3 separate regions of the Mus musculus genome follow, and regions 2 and 3 are each linked to region 1. A link is a contact called in public Hi-C and promoter capture Hi-C data. All regions are on one chromosome and are shown on one strand. Each heading gives the region's core, a stretch centred on a gene start, on an enhancer-like site or on the middle of the called end of the contact. The rest is flanking DNA. Distances are from core to core; before and after follow the strand shown. Region 1 holds the start of Rragc (Ras-related GTP binding C). Region 2 holds the start of Ybx1 (Y box protein 1). Region 3 holds the start of Sfpq (splicing factor proline/glutamine rich (polypyrimidine tract binding protein associated)).

Evidence for each region. Promoter capture Hi-C pulls out the DNA fragments that hold promoters and counts their contacts. A called contact is a pair of places that touch in the nucleus more often than the background predicts.
Region 2: a contact with region 1 is called in a Hi-C map of muscle stem cells, with 6 times the contacts expected there. The contact joins the promoter of Ybx1 here to the promoter of Rragc in region 1. A contact is called at or near these places in 2 of 39 promoter capture datasets (cranial neural crest and pre-B cells) and 2 of 484 Hi-C or Micro-C datasets (CD4 T cells and muscle stem cells).
Region 3: a contact with region 1 is called in a promoter capture Hi-C map of pre-B cells, with 3 times the contacts expected there. The contact joins the promoter of Sfpq here to the promoter of Rragc in region 1.

Annotation. Positions count from the first base shown.
Region 1 is chr4:123,915,803-123,919,452 of GRCm38.p6, reverse strand. It overlaps Rragc (Ras-related GTP binding C), which reads right to left and starts at 2,020. Exons shown (of 7, transcript NM_017475.2): 1 at 1,686-2,020. The coding sequence starts at 1,919. It also overlaps D130007C19Rik.
Region 2 is chr4:119,292,753-119,296,402 of GRCm38.p6, reverse strand. It overlaps Ybx1 (Y box protein 1), which reads left to right and starts at 1,890. Exons shown (of 8, transcript NM_011732.2): 1 at 1,890-2,199; 2 at 2,598-2,661. The coding sequence starts at 2,040.
Region 3 is chr4:127,019,606-127,023,255 of GRCm38.p6, reverse strand. Sfpq (splicing factor proline/glutamine rich (polypyrimidine tract binding protein associated)) reads right to left here and starts at 1,955. Exons shown (of 10, transcript NM_023603.3): 1 at 1,036-1,955; 2 at 252-440. The coding sequence starts at 1,839.

The DNA.
Region 1 (3,650 bases), core at 771-3,270:
TCCTCCAGTACTGAAATTACAGTACCACCTTGCCAGGTCCTATTGGGTTTTATTAAGAGAAACAGAGACAACGTTGTGACTATTTAACTGCCAAAGTTACATAGAAATCCTGTGGTACCAATATTACAACTGTGATCAGAGATTTAAACTTGTCAAGACCCGCTTTAAGATCATGAACTATTCTAGGTAATGTTTGAGACTTTGTGTTCATTCAAAAATAACACACACGCCTACCTCAGGCTCTTAGGAACAATAAAGACAATGGAGGGGATCCTGAGTAGGTAAAACTGTCCAGAGTGAGAAGTAGGGAGACCTGGGGGAGGAGGGAAGAGGCAGCTCCATAAGGCAGGAAATGGTAAAAACAATAAGCTGCCAATCATCACAGCAGGGAGCCAAAGGTGTAGCTCAGTGTGGTCCCAGAGCCTGCCTATCATGCATAATACCCTGGCTTCCAGCACCTGCACCAAGCCAAGCCAACCTGATAGCTCGTACCTGAAAGCTCAGGATGAGCTTAAAGTCACCCTTGGCTACATAGTCAGTTCTTGGCCAGCCTGCTATACAGGAAGAAAACAAAAAAACCACAGCAGGGCTGGAGATGTAGCTTTAAGGCTTGCCTGATACAACCCTAACATACAGCAAATTTGTCTCTCAGTGTTAACTTGGAAGAGAGAAAAAGTTCTCATAGGTTTCAAGTGGTAGTTACTTAGCATAAGCACTCCCCCCAAAGGTCTAACTTTGACACAGACGTGAGAAAATAAAACAGTTGTCCAGCAAGTGCAGGGGCGGAAGATGTGGGGGTAGGCAGCGATGTTGCTTTTTAAAAACACCACCCCTACAAAATACCAGAGATTTCTGTTTGGACAGACCTTTGTGTCAGAGTGGAAATGGGGAAAGCATGGTTGTCTGTGACCGTAGTTTTACCAGAAGTTCGCTCTGTTTGTAATGGGAATGGCTGATTGAAAGAAATCAACCCTGCCTCTATTTCCCTAAAAATACAAAGCCTTAGGCATTCATTCTATTCGTTCACGACGGACCCAAGTGAAAACAAATGCACTGATGTCTGTCCGCCTGCAAAACCGTCTCCAAAGATCGCTGTGACCAGCTACTGGGGACTGTCACCTGTAACTGCAACCACAGGGCTACAAGTTCTAAATAAAGTAGGTGTAGCGATAGAGTCCCCCCCCCCGCCCCCCCCCCCAAAAAATGTTTTTACAGAAGTCTCCAACAGACTGACAACAAACACTGAGATGCCCAGTGTCTTCGCCACAACACTTTCAGGCGCCGCTACGGTCCAGAGGCTGGGAGGAGATCCCTGAAAACTCCTGTCACCTAAGTGAGATGCGGCGGGACAGCACGCTCACCAAGTTCTCCGCGTGAGAACCGGGGACGACGGGTCGGTTTCGTCAACGCCACAAGGGCAGCGACCAGAAGGGAGGAGTTCTAGGGCGGTGACCGGCACCTGCCTCCTCCCTCCAGCCAGCGTCGCCTCCTGGCCCCCCTCGACCCTCGGAGGCCCAGGTCGGGGACCCTGGGCGAACCGCGCCCAGGCTCTGCGCTCGCAGGTGTGGACAGTGCCCGGGGACGCAGCGCCAGGCCTCCACCCTCTCAGGCCTCCTGGGCACCCGCCACCTGAGCGCCGTGGGCCGGGCAAAACCAAGGGCAGGCGGCGGCTGCGGGGCGCTCACCTTCTGGATGGAGGATTTGCCGCTGCGCCGGAGCCCCATAAGCAGGATCCTCGGCTTGGAGCTGTCAGCGCCGCCCGGGCCGCAGCCGCCGCCGGCCCCCGCGCCTCCGCCGCCACCCGCCGCTGCCTCCTCTTCCTCCTCCTCCACGCCGTAGCCGAAGTCCTTGGGGAACGAGTCGGCTGCGCCGTAACTGCCGGCCAGGGGCGTCTCCTCCGCCCCGTACTGCAGGGACATGGTGCTGGACCACCACCGCCCGCGCCCTGACAGGCCAGGCCAGGTTAGGCCGCCGCCTCCCCAGGCCGCCGCTGTTGCCGCCGCCCCCGGCAGTAGCCGCCGCAGGGCCCGCCCATAAGCCCAGCTCCGATTGGGCCGCCGCCAAGCTTCGGTTTATTATTGGCTGGGCGGGCTGCCACTCTGGGACAACAGGGTAAGTGGTACTATCACGTGCCCGGAATCACCTGACTAGCAGCGGCAGAAGGGGGGGAGGCGTCACGAGGAGTTCGGCCTGGCCGCGCCTCTCGTCGGCCTCCGGGCCTTCGCCCTGGGGGCACAGCCCGCAACGCACCTCGGCCTTCCATGCGCGCGCTGGGCTGCTCCCCGCTCCCCGCCTTCTTCCGGGCTCCGAGAGCAACGCAGGGAAGCTTCTAGGCGTCTGGGTAAGAATTCTTTGTGCCCCCCTCCCTTGTTGCAGCTGCCCTGCCAGTATTTAGTGATGCTTGTCAGGTCCTGGGTACCAGGAAGGCACTGGAAACTGAATTGCCCCTCCATGCCCTCAAGTTGCTTGAAGCTGAACAGAGATTGGACTTCTGTGTAAGTTGACTCAGTACAGATTTTATGGGAAAAGGCCATGAGGATAGATGAATTGCTCTGGAATTGGGTGAGTCCACCGGAGGTCGTGTGTGAGCCAGTCCAGACCTATAGATTCGGCACGTGCGAAAGGCAATTAGGAATCTCAGTGATAACTTGCCTATGCTGGTACCTGGAACCCGATAAGGAAAACAGATACGAGCATGCTAAAACATCTTCTAATTCCGTAAGCAGATCGCTGATAGGATACTGCTGCCCTTATATTCTACCGACTCCATCTTCACGCCCACCTAGTGCCCCTCCAGTAACCCATCCAGCAACTGAGTACTTGACTTCTTTGTGATTAGAGACTAGAGGAATTAGGGCTAATGAAGGCAAATGATTACTGCCAAAGTATGTTTCAGAAAGTTGTAAATGTCTCGGACTCCCAGAAGTGGAAATTTGACAACCCTTAAAATACAGCCGTGTACACTCAAAAGGAGTTGGGGTAGGGATAGGGCTTCTGGTTTTACAAAGTGACTGTTGTTTGCAGGGCTAAGGATGAAATTCGGGGTCTTTTGCGCATGCTAGGGAAAATTCTACCACATAGTCTCATCTCCTACTCAGACAGACTGATCTGACTGTAGAGAGAAAAGTAAGCTCTAGTAGGCCGTCACAACCTCACCTAAAAAATATCAACTCCACAGTACCTAATAGACAGGCAGAATGCACTTAAATATGCGTGTGTCTCTCAGTATCAATGGGAGAATGCTTTCAGGACACCCTTAATCCGATTAACCGACTGGAAGACGGTCAGATTCCTAGTATAGGCTATTTACATGTGAACCTATGCACACTCCATGTACTTTATATTATCTCTGCATTAATTATAATAACCAGTACAATGAAAAATGAAATTGTGTCTTTGCCAGGCATGATATGATGGCCCACATCCGTAAATCTCAGTACATCTGAGGCAGGTGTAGAATTCCCCCCAAAAAGTTCTAAGTCAGCCCACTCTACACATCCTTGACAGCCTTAGCTAGAAACCCCTTTTTTAAAGAATGGGATGTGTGTATAAATAGTTGTTGCACTATATTGCATAAGTGTAAAAATAAAGTCTACATATGTTCAGTACAATTCCCCCAAAATATTTCCAATCCAGTTGGCCTAATCTAT
Region 2 (3,650 bases), core at 641-3,140, 4.6 Mb after region 1:
GCGCAGGCCTTTCATCCCAGCACTTGGGAGGCAGAGGCAGGCGGATTTCTGAGTTTAAGGCCAGCCTGGTCTACAGACTGAGTTCCAGGACAGCCAGGGCTGCACAGAGAAACCCTGTCTCGGAAAAAAAATTTTTTTTCTTTCCACATTTCTTGTATATGGTGTGCACACGCACATTCATGTGTGTGTGTGCGTGTGTGTGGACGCCCAAGGCTGATGTCCAGAATTGTTTCCCTTTGCTATTCCACCTTATTCATGGAGGCAGTCTCTCAATCAAACCCAAGGCTGGATGATAGTAGTATTGCAGGCGAGCTTGTTCTGGGGATCCAGGCTGAAATCCCAAGAGAGGGCTGCCATGCCCACTCAGCATTTATTCTGGGTATCTAAACTCCAGTCTTAACATCAGGACTGCAAGTGATCTAACCACAGAGCCACAGAGCCATCTCCACAGAGCCATCTCTCCAGCCCTGGTCTTGGTGGTGGTGGTGGTGGTGGGGGGGGGAATGAGACAGGGTTTCTCCTGGCTGTCCCTGAACTCACTTTGCAGACTAGCCTGGCCTCGAACTCAGAAATCCGCCTGCCTCTGCCTGCCAAGTGCTGGAATTAAAGGCGAGCGCCACCACAGCCCGTCGGATTTAGCGTTCTTTTTGTATTTCTAGTTCATGCTTTTATTTACTGGGAGCTAGGAGTATGCCACAGTGCTCGTGGGGAGGTCAAGCTACAGCTTACAGGAAGAGGCTATCTTTCTCTTTCCATTATGTGGAGCTGAAGGCAAGAACTCAGGTTTGGCCAAGTGCCTTTACACACAGAGCCATCTCAGGTCCTCTTGTTTCCCCCACTCCCATCCCTTCTCTCTCTGCAGCCCCTTCTCCAAGCAGCAGCCTTTTCTTTCTTTAACGATGCTACTCCTTACTTACACCGCGAAAGCTACACTGCTCACCGGTGATCAGGGGAAGAATCTCAGGTTAAAAACACCTCTGCCCACCTCTGATTCCTACTTCGATTGGTTTCCTTTATTTGCAGTCTCCGTGAGACCCTATCTTTTCTAGGCCTTTGCACAAACCTACCTTTGCCTGAAATGTCACCACCCAACTCTTCCTGCTCCCACTCCCCAAACGCTGTGCTCACCCAACCAAGAAGTGGTGGGCGTTTAAAATTCCACCATCAGAAAGCAGAAACTAACTGGCAAACTACTTCAATCCCCAGTCAATAGTAGATGCGTAATAAAGAATGAATGAAGGTAGGCGGAGGGCTTCAGAAAGAAGGCAGCGTGTGTTTTACAGTGTATAAAAACAAGGATAGCAATCCTTGTCTACAGTGCTTAGTTTATAAAGTCAAAAACCCTAACATCCAATAAATGTGAGGCGAAATTAAATCTGATTTGTGGCCAGTATGAAATACATTTCCTCGGACGCCGGGGGAAACGATCACCCCCGCCCTGAACACGCTGAGTCGTGGCAGCTCCAGCGCCTGCGTGGTCCCTCCAAGGTGACTGGATCACCAAAAGCCTGACCCATTAAGGAGGCCCCGGCGTTCACCCAGCCGTGGGAAGGAGCCCCTTCTAGGAGGCCGGAGTAGGCCCGGCGATCGCGGCCCACGTGCGCGACGAGCGCAGCCCCATCTGGGAACGTTCCCTCTGCGCGTCCTCCCGGTACTCTATGGTGCTCACGGCCGAGGCTCTCATTCTAGTTCCGGTCTCTATGGCGGCGGAGGCCTGAGAAGCTGTGGGTCGGGCGAATTAGTCGCTAAAGATACCAATGAGAGCGCAGGAGCCGCGGAGCGTGAGCCAATAGGCGCTAGAGACCCGGTCAGGTGGTGAGATGGACAACGATGCGGACCAATGGGGGAGGACGAGGGCGGGTCTATCGCGGGGCTTATCCCGCCCGTCCCGCCATTCTCGCTAGTTCGATCGGTAGCGGGAGCGGAGAGCGGACCCCAGAGAGCCCTGAGAGCCCCACCGCCGCCGCCGGCCTAGTCACCATCACACCCGGGAGGAGCCGCAGCCGTCGCCGCCGGCCCCAGTCACCATCACCGCAACCATGAGCAGCGAGGCCGAGACCCAGCAGCCGCCCGCCGCCCCCGCCGCCGCCCTCAGCGCCGCCGACACCAAGCCCGGCTCCACGGGCAGCGGCGCGGGTAGTGGCGGCCCGGGTGGCCTCACATCGGCGGCGCCCGCCGGCGGGGACAAGAAGGTCATCGGTGAGCGCCAGAAGGGACCGGGGATGGGGCCGCGGGCCGGACCGTTAGGCGACGCGGCCCGAGCCACGGACTACGCGGCCGCCCCTCCCCCCCGAGGCCCGCGGCGCGCGCACACCGGGATCCCGCCGCTGCTCCGGCCGCCGCCGCCCCTCCCCCGCGCCCACCCGCCCCGGGGCCTCGTGCTGGGGTCCCCGCCCCGCCGCCTACGCAGCCGGAGGAGCGCGGGCTGCTTCCCCGGCCCTCACGTGCTCGCCTCCCGGGCGCACACCCACCTCGGACCCGCGCTACCCGGCGCACCCACGTGTGCGGCGAGGGCGGCGGCCCGGGCCTGCGGCTAGATCCTGGACCGACTTCCAGGGCCAGCCGGTGATTGGACGTTGTTGTGCTTTGTTTTCCAGCAACGAAGGTTTTGGGAACAGTCAAATGGTTCAATGTAAGGAACGGATACGGTTTCATCAACAGGTGAGATGCCGGGGTGGAAAGCTCGCGTCCGCCTCCTGCATGGGCCAGAGCCACCGCGGGCATGACAGGGTGGGGGATTGGGACCCTGTGTTTCTTCCTTGGGTGACGGGATTAGCGGGTCTGTAGACTCGCTTTGTGTTGCTGTTAAGTACCGATCTTGAGCTAGCCTCAAAAAGCTTTGGCACAAAGCAGGTCAAGGCAGGCGCGTCGCATGAGCCATGCCTTAACAGTTACCTTGCATCAAACTGAGGCAACTCCAGGCTAAGCACGCTTTTAACCTTGACATCCCTTTCTGCTTTGAAATTGCTATGTAAGAATGTGACCCGCTAATTAACATACAGGTGATCTTTCACCTTGTTAACCTCTCGGGGAACGGGATTTGACATGTCAGTTGCCTGAGATGTTATCTGTACTGTAAGGTTATGTTGCCTTTGTTTAGACTACTCGAATATTCAGTCCATTTAGTACCTCGAGCACATTTTTCCTATAGACCTTCTGTAGCCAAAGAGGGCTCTTCTTATTTGTCCAAACGACGAGTAACGTATCTGAAAGGAAATGGTTCTTCCTCATTTTTTATTTCTCTTACTTCCTTGTCAGGGAATCATGCTGATCAAATCAATTTTTGTTATAGCTTGCTGGAGTGGCCATAAGTCCTTGGGAACTTAGCCTTCGTTGTATTTGGCTTAGAGTTGTAAACTATACCTTCATAGATCCAGAGAAGGGTTTGTAGACGGCGGTGGTAAGTGCAGGCGCTGCCTGCACTCTGGGCTCCCTTGTGAGCCCGGCATCTTTTTCAAGATGGCTGCCAAGGCTAGTGCAGTTGCATGGGTGTAGAGCCCCGCGAGTGCCAGCAGCAATCCTGGCCGTACAGCTGTGATACTTGGCGCCATTTCAGCATTTTCTCTTACATGCTCGCTTAGAAGGCGTTAAATAAGTAGATGGTGAAGAGAGCGCTACAGAGTGGCACAGTGCTCGTGAATGGGCAGCTA
Region 3 (3,650 bases), core at 706-3,205, 3.1 Mb before region 1:
AGAAATACTTTTAACAACTTCCAAACTGGCTAGTGCTCAATTTTTTAATAACCCTTCCCACTTCTACCGCTTAAGAGCTTTCTTCAAGCCTCCTCCCAACACCCCGAGGGCTAAAGGTCTGTCTTTGAGGTCCTGCCCCAATGCACACTATTCTGATTTCTATTGATGAAAAAAACTTAAAGGCTCGTTAATTCTTCCCATTTAAAAGCATGCCTAAAAACTTTCACAAAAGGGAAAAAAATTACACTCACAAGCTTAATGAACCCGAACCCTTTGCCTTTGTTGATAAAAACTTCTCCGGGTTCTCCGTATTTAGCAAACAGTCTTTTGAATTCATCCTCTGTGATATCAGCAGGTAGATTCCCCACAAACAACCGACAGCGCTGTGTGTAAGTTTTTTCTCCAGGCCTCCGCAAGAGAGACAAGTTGGCTTTAAATCCCTAATAAAGAAATCGGACGGAATTCATACACCAAAGCAGGAAAAGTCTAGTGGTCCCAAAGTAGGCCATCGTGCATTCGTTAACGATCTCCCTTTTTTCCCATGAGGGCTAGCAGGTTGAACCATATTTGGGGATCCAACAGGATCACTAACTCTAATCCATATGAAGCAGAGTATACAAAATGCTTTGAAACACATCGCCTCTTTATCAGCAAACGCCAATCAATACACCTCTGACGTCAACAAATAGCTCTAAATGCAGACTAGGAAGACAGCACCAAGTTGCCCTGTTTTCTCCCAAACAGAGGCCTCCGACGTGCACTAGTTGGGTCCCAAGGGACCGGACCGCTAGCCTCTAGCGGATTACCGCCAAGACGTGAGGATGCCCTCCCGCTGGAAGCCAATCCCTAGCGGCCTCCACAGCCCGCCGCGCGTCCGCCCCGCCTGCGCAAGCATGCGCAGGAGCGCTTCCGGCAGGGGACAAAATGGAGGCCCTCTAGGCTGCGGGCGGGGGGGAAGAGGAAAAAAAAACGCCGAGGGTAGGCAGGCGCCGCCATCTTAGGGAAACGGACGGCTTTGCTCGAGAACCCGCTCACCTCCGAGTCGGAGATCTTCTCCTCCGTGCGCGGTCCCGGTCCGCCGGGAGGGGGCCCCTGGTGGTGCTGCTGGTGGTAGGGCGCATGATGCTGCCGGCCCCCACGGGGCTCGCCGCCACCTCGGTGTGGTGGCTTCGGGTGGCCACCAGGAGCGCCCATGCCCGGGCCACCTCCAGGCTTAGGCCCACCGGGCATCTTGCCGCCTTTTGGACCGCCAGGGCCTGGCCCCGGCTTAGGCCCCGGCCCGGCGCCCCCGGCGGGCGGTGGCGGAGGGCCGCCGGTCTGTGGAGGGGTGGTCGAGACTCCGCTGCTCGGCGTCGATGGGGGAGGCGGTCCGGGGGCGGTGGAGGGGACGGCGGGCGGCGGAGTCGGGGTTGGACCAGGGCCCGGAGGGGCGCCGGTGGTCGGGGGGTTGGCGGGCGGAGCCGAGACCGCCGGCGGAGGCGCACTGCTCACCCCCGGCGCCGAGCCGGGGCCTTGGGGGACGACGGGCTTGGATTCCTGCGGCGGAGGCGGGGGCTGTTGATGGGGCGGCTGGTGCGGCGGCGGCTGCTGGTGCGGCGGCGGCTGCTGCGGCGGAGGCTGCTGCGGCGGCGGCTGCTGCTGCTGCTGGTGAGGAGGTGGAGGCGGGAGCGGCGGCTTCGGGCCGCCAGGGCCCGGGCCCATGGGGCCGCGGTTCTGGTTGAGGCCCATGCCCGGCGGCGGAGAGCGGAAGTCGTGAAGGCCGCCGCGGCCGCCACCTCCTCCACGCCGGTGAAAGCCTCCACCGCCGCCACCGCGACTCCGGAACCGATCCCGAGACATAGCTGTAGTCAAGGGGCGGTCGAGGCAGAAGCGGAGAAGTCGCTCAGGGAACGTGGTTGCCACCTTGCTGAGCACAAAATGGCGGACGACACAAGCTGCGCGCCGCCTTTGTCCTCTTCTTAAATAGGACAGTTCGGCCTGGCCCGCCTTCCCTAGATTGACAGCTCGGACAGCCAATAGCAAGTACAGTACTTGATGATGAAACCTAAGTTTTTCCAATTGGCTCCCTAGTGAGAGGCGGGAGGTAGGGAGGGCTGGGATTTCCATTTGACCAATAAACGGATAAGAAAGTGTCTATACGCCTTTGTGATTTGTTGGAAGAAATTTGAATGGGCATGCCCTGCAACTTTCGCGTGAAATTAAATATCCAGGGCCCTATCAGCTCCTGATAGCGCTGAAAGGCTATTTTCTTTCCTCTTATGAGTAGTCCGCTATTCTTGGCTAACATCTTCGCTGGGTTCAAGGTTATAAATTGAACTTGTGCTGTCTCTTATTCCTACGCCAATGAAGTTAGAGTCAATTTCACAGAGTTTAATCTCAACGGTTTTACTTTTATTGAAACCCTATCAAAGGCTAGCAGATTGGCAAACACGTGAGCCCAAAATTTGGGAGGAGGAGGCACTAGTAATCAGGACTGCAAGTTTATCTTTACATTATCAATTACATTGAGTTCAAAACCAGCTTGGGCTACATGAAACGTAATAAAATAAAAATAATAAAATAAAATAGAAGCCCCGGTTGTTTTGGCATATGCCTTTAATCCTAGCACTCTGGAAGCAGAAAGGACTCCAAGTTCAAAGCCAGCCTGGGCTGCATAGTAAATTCCAGGACAGCCAGGACTGCACAAAGAAACCCTGCCTCCAAAAAAATTAATGAATAAATAAAAGTAAAGATTTAAGAAAAAGGAAGCCGGGTGTGAGTTCCAGGACAGCCAGGGCTATACAGAGAAACCCTGTCTTGAAAAACCAAAAAAAAAAAAAAAAAAAAAAAAAAAAGGGAAAAAAAAAAACATTATTTCATAGCAACACGTTTGTTGTAATACTATAAAATTTGCCATTAGGTTTGAGTGAATGCAGTCTTTGTCCAAGAGGGAAAAGTATGGAGAGAGCTGAGGACACAGCCTTTGGGGTTCTGGCTTGTGTGACATGCAGAAGACTCACTTTATTCTCCAGCAGAAGGGTAAATGAGGTAGATGTGACTCCATGTGTGTGTACAGTAACAATTTACAAGCACAAATCATGGGAGAGGAAATTGTTTTTGATTTTGTTCAAGACGGGGTTACTCTGCATAGCCCTGGCTGTCCTAGAACTACTTCTGTAGACCAGACTGGCCTCAAACTCAGCCCTCCACCTGCCTCTGCCTCCCAGGTGCTGGGACTAAAAGCATGCATCCACCAGGTCAGCCGAGATTTCCTTTTTATTCCCTCCCTTTAAAGCTTCATGAACATTGGGTTTTAACCGGGATGGGGCTGGTGCATGCCTTTGATCCCATCAGGCATGTGGTAGAAGCAGTCATATCTCTTGAGTTCTAGGCCAGCCTGGTCTACACAGTGAGTTTCAGGCCAGCAAGAAAGATACATAGTGAAACACTGTTGAAAAAAAAAAATGTTTATGCATGGCTGAGGCCATAACTCAGTCATAAAGGGCTTGAGGCCCTAGATTCAACTCTCAGCCCACAACACTAATGTTTTGTTGTTGTTTTCTTTTGTTTTATGATATTTAGGTATCAATAAGTACTGGTATGAAAACAAGCAGCTGGCAGCATCTCTTTTCCTTCAGATTTCCCAACCCCAATAGTGTTGAGCCAGGAGG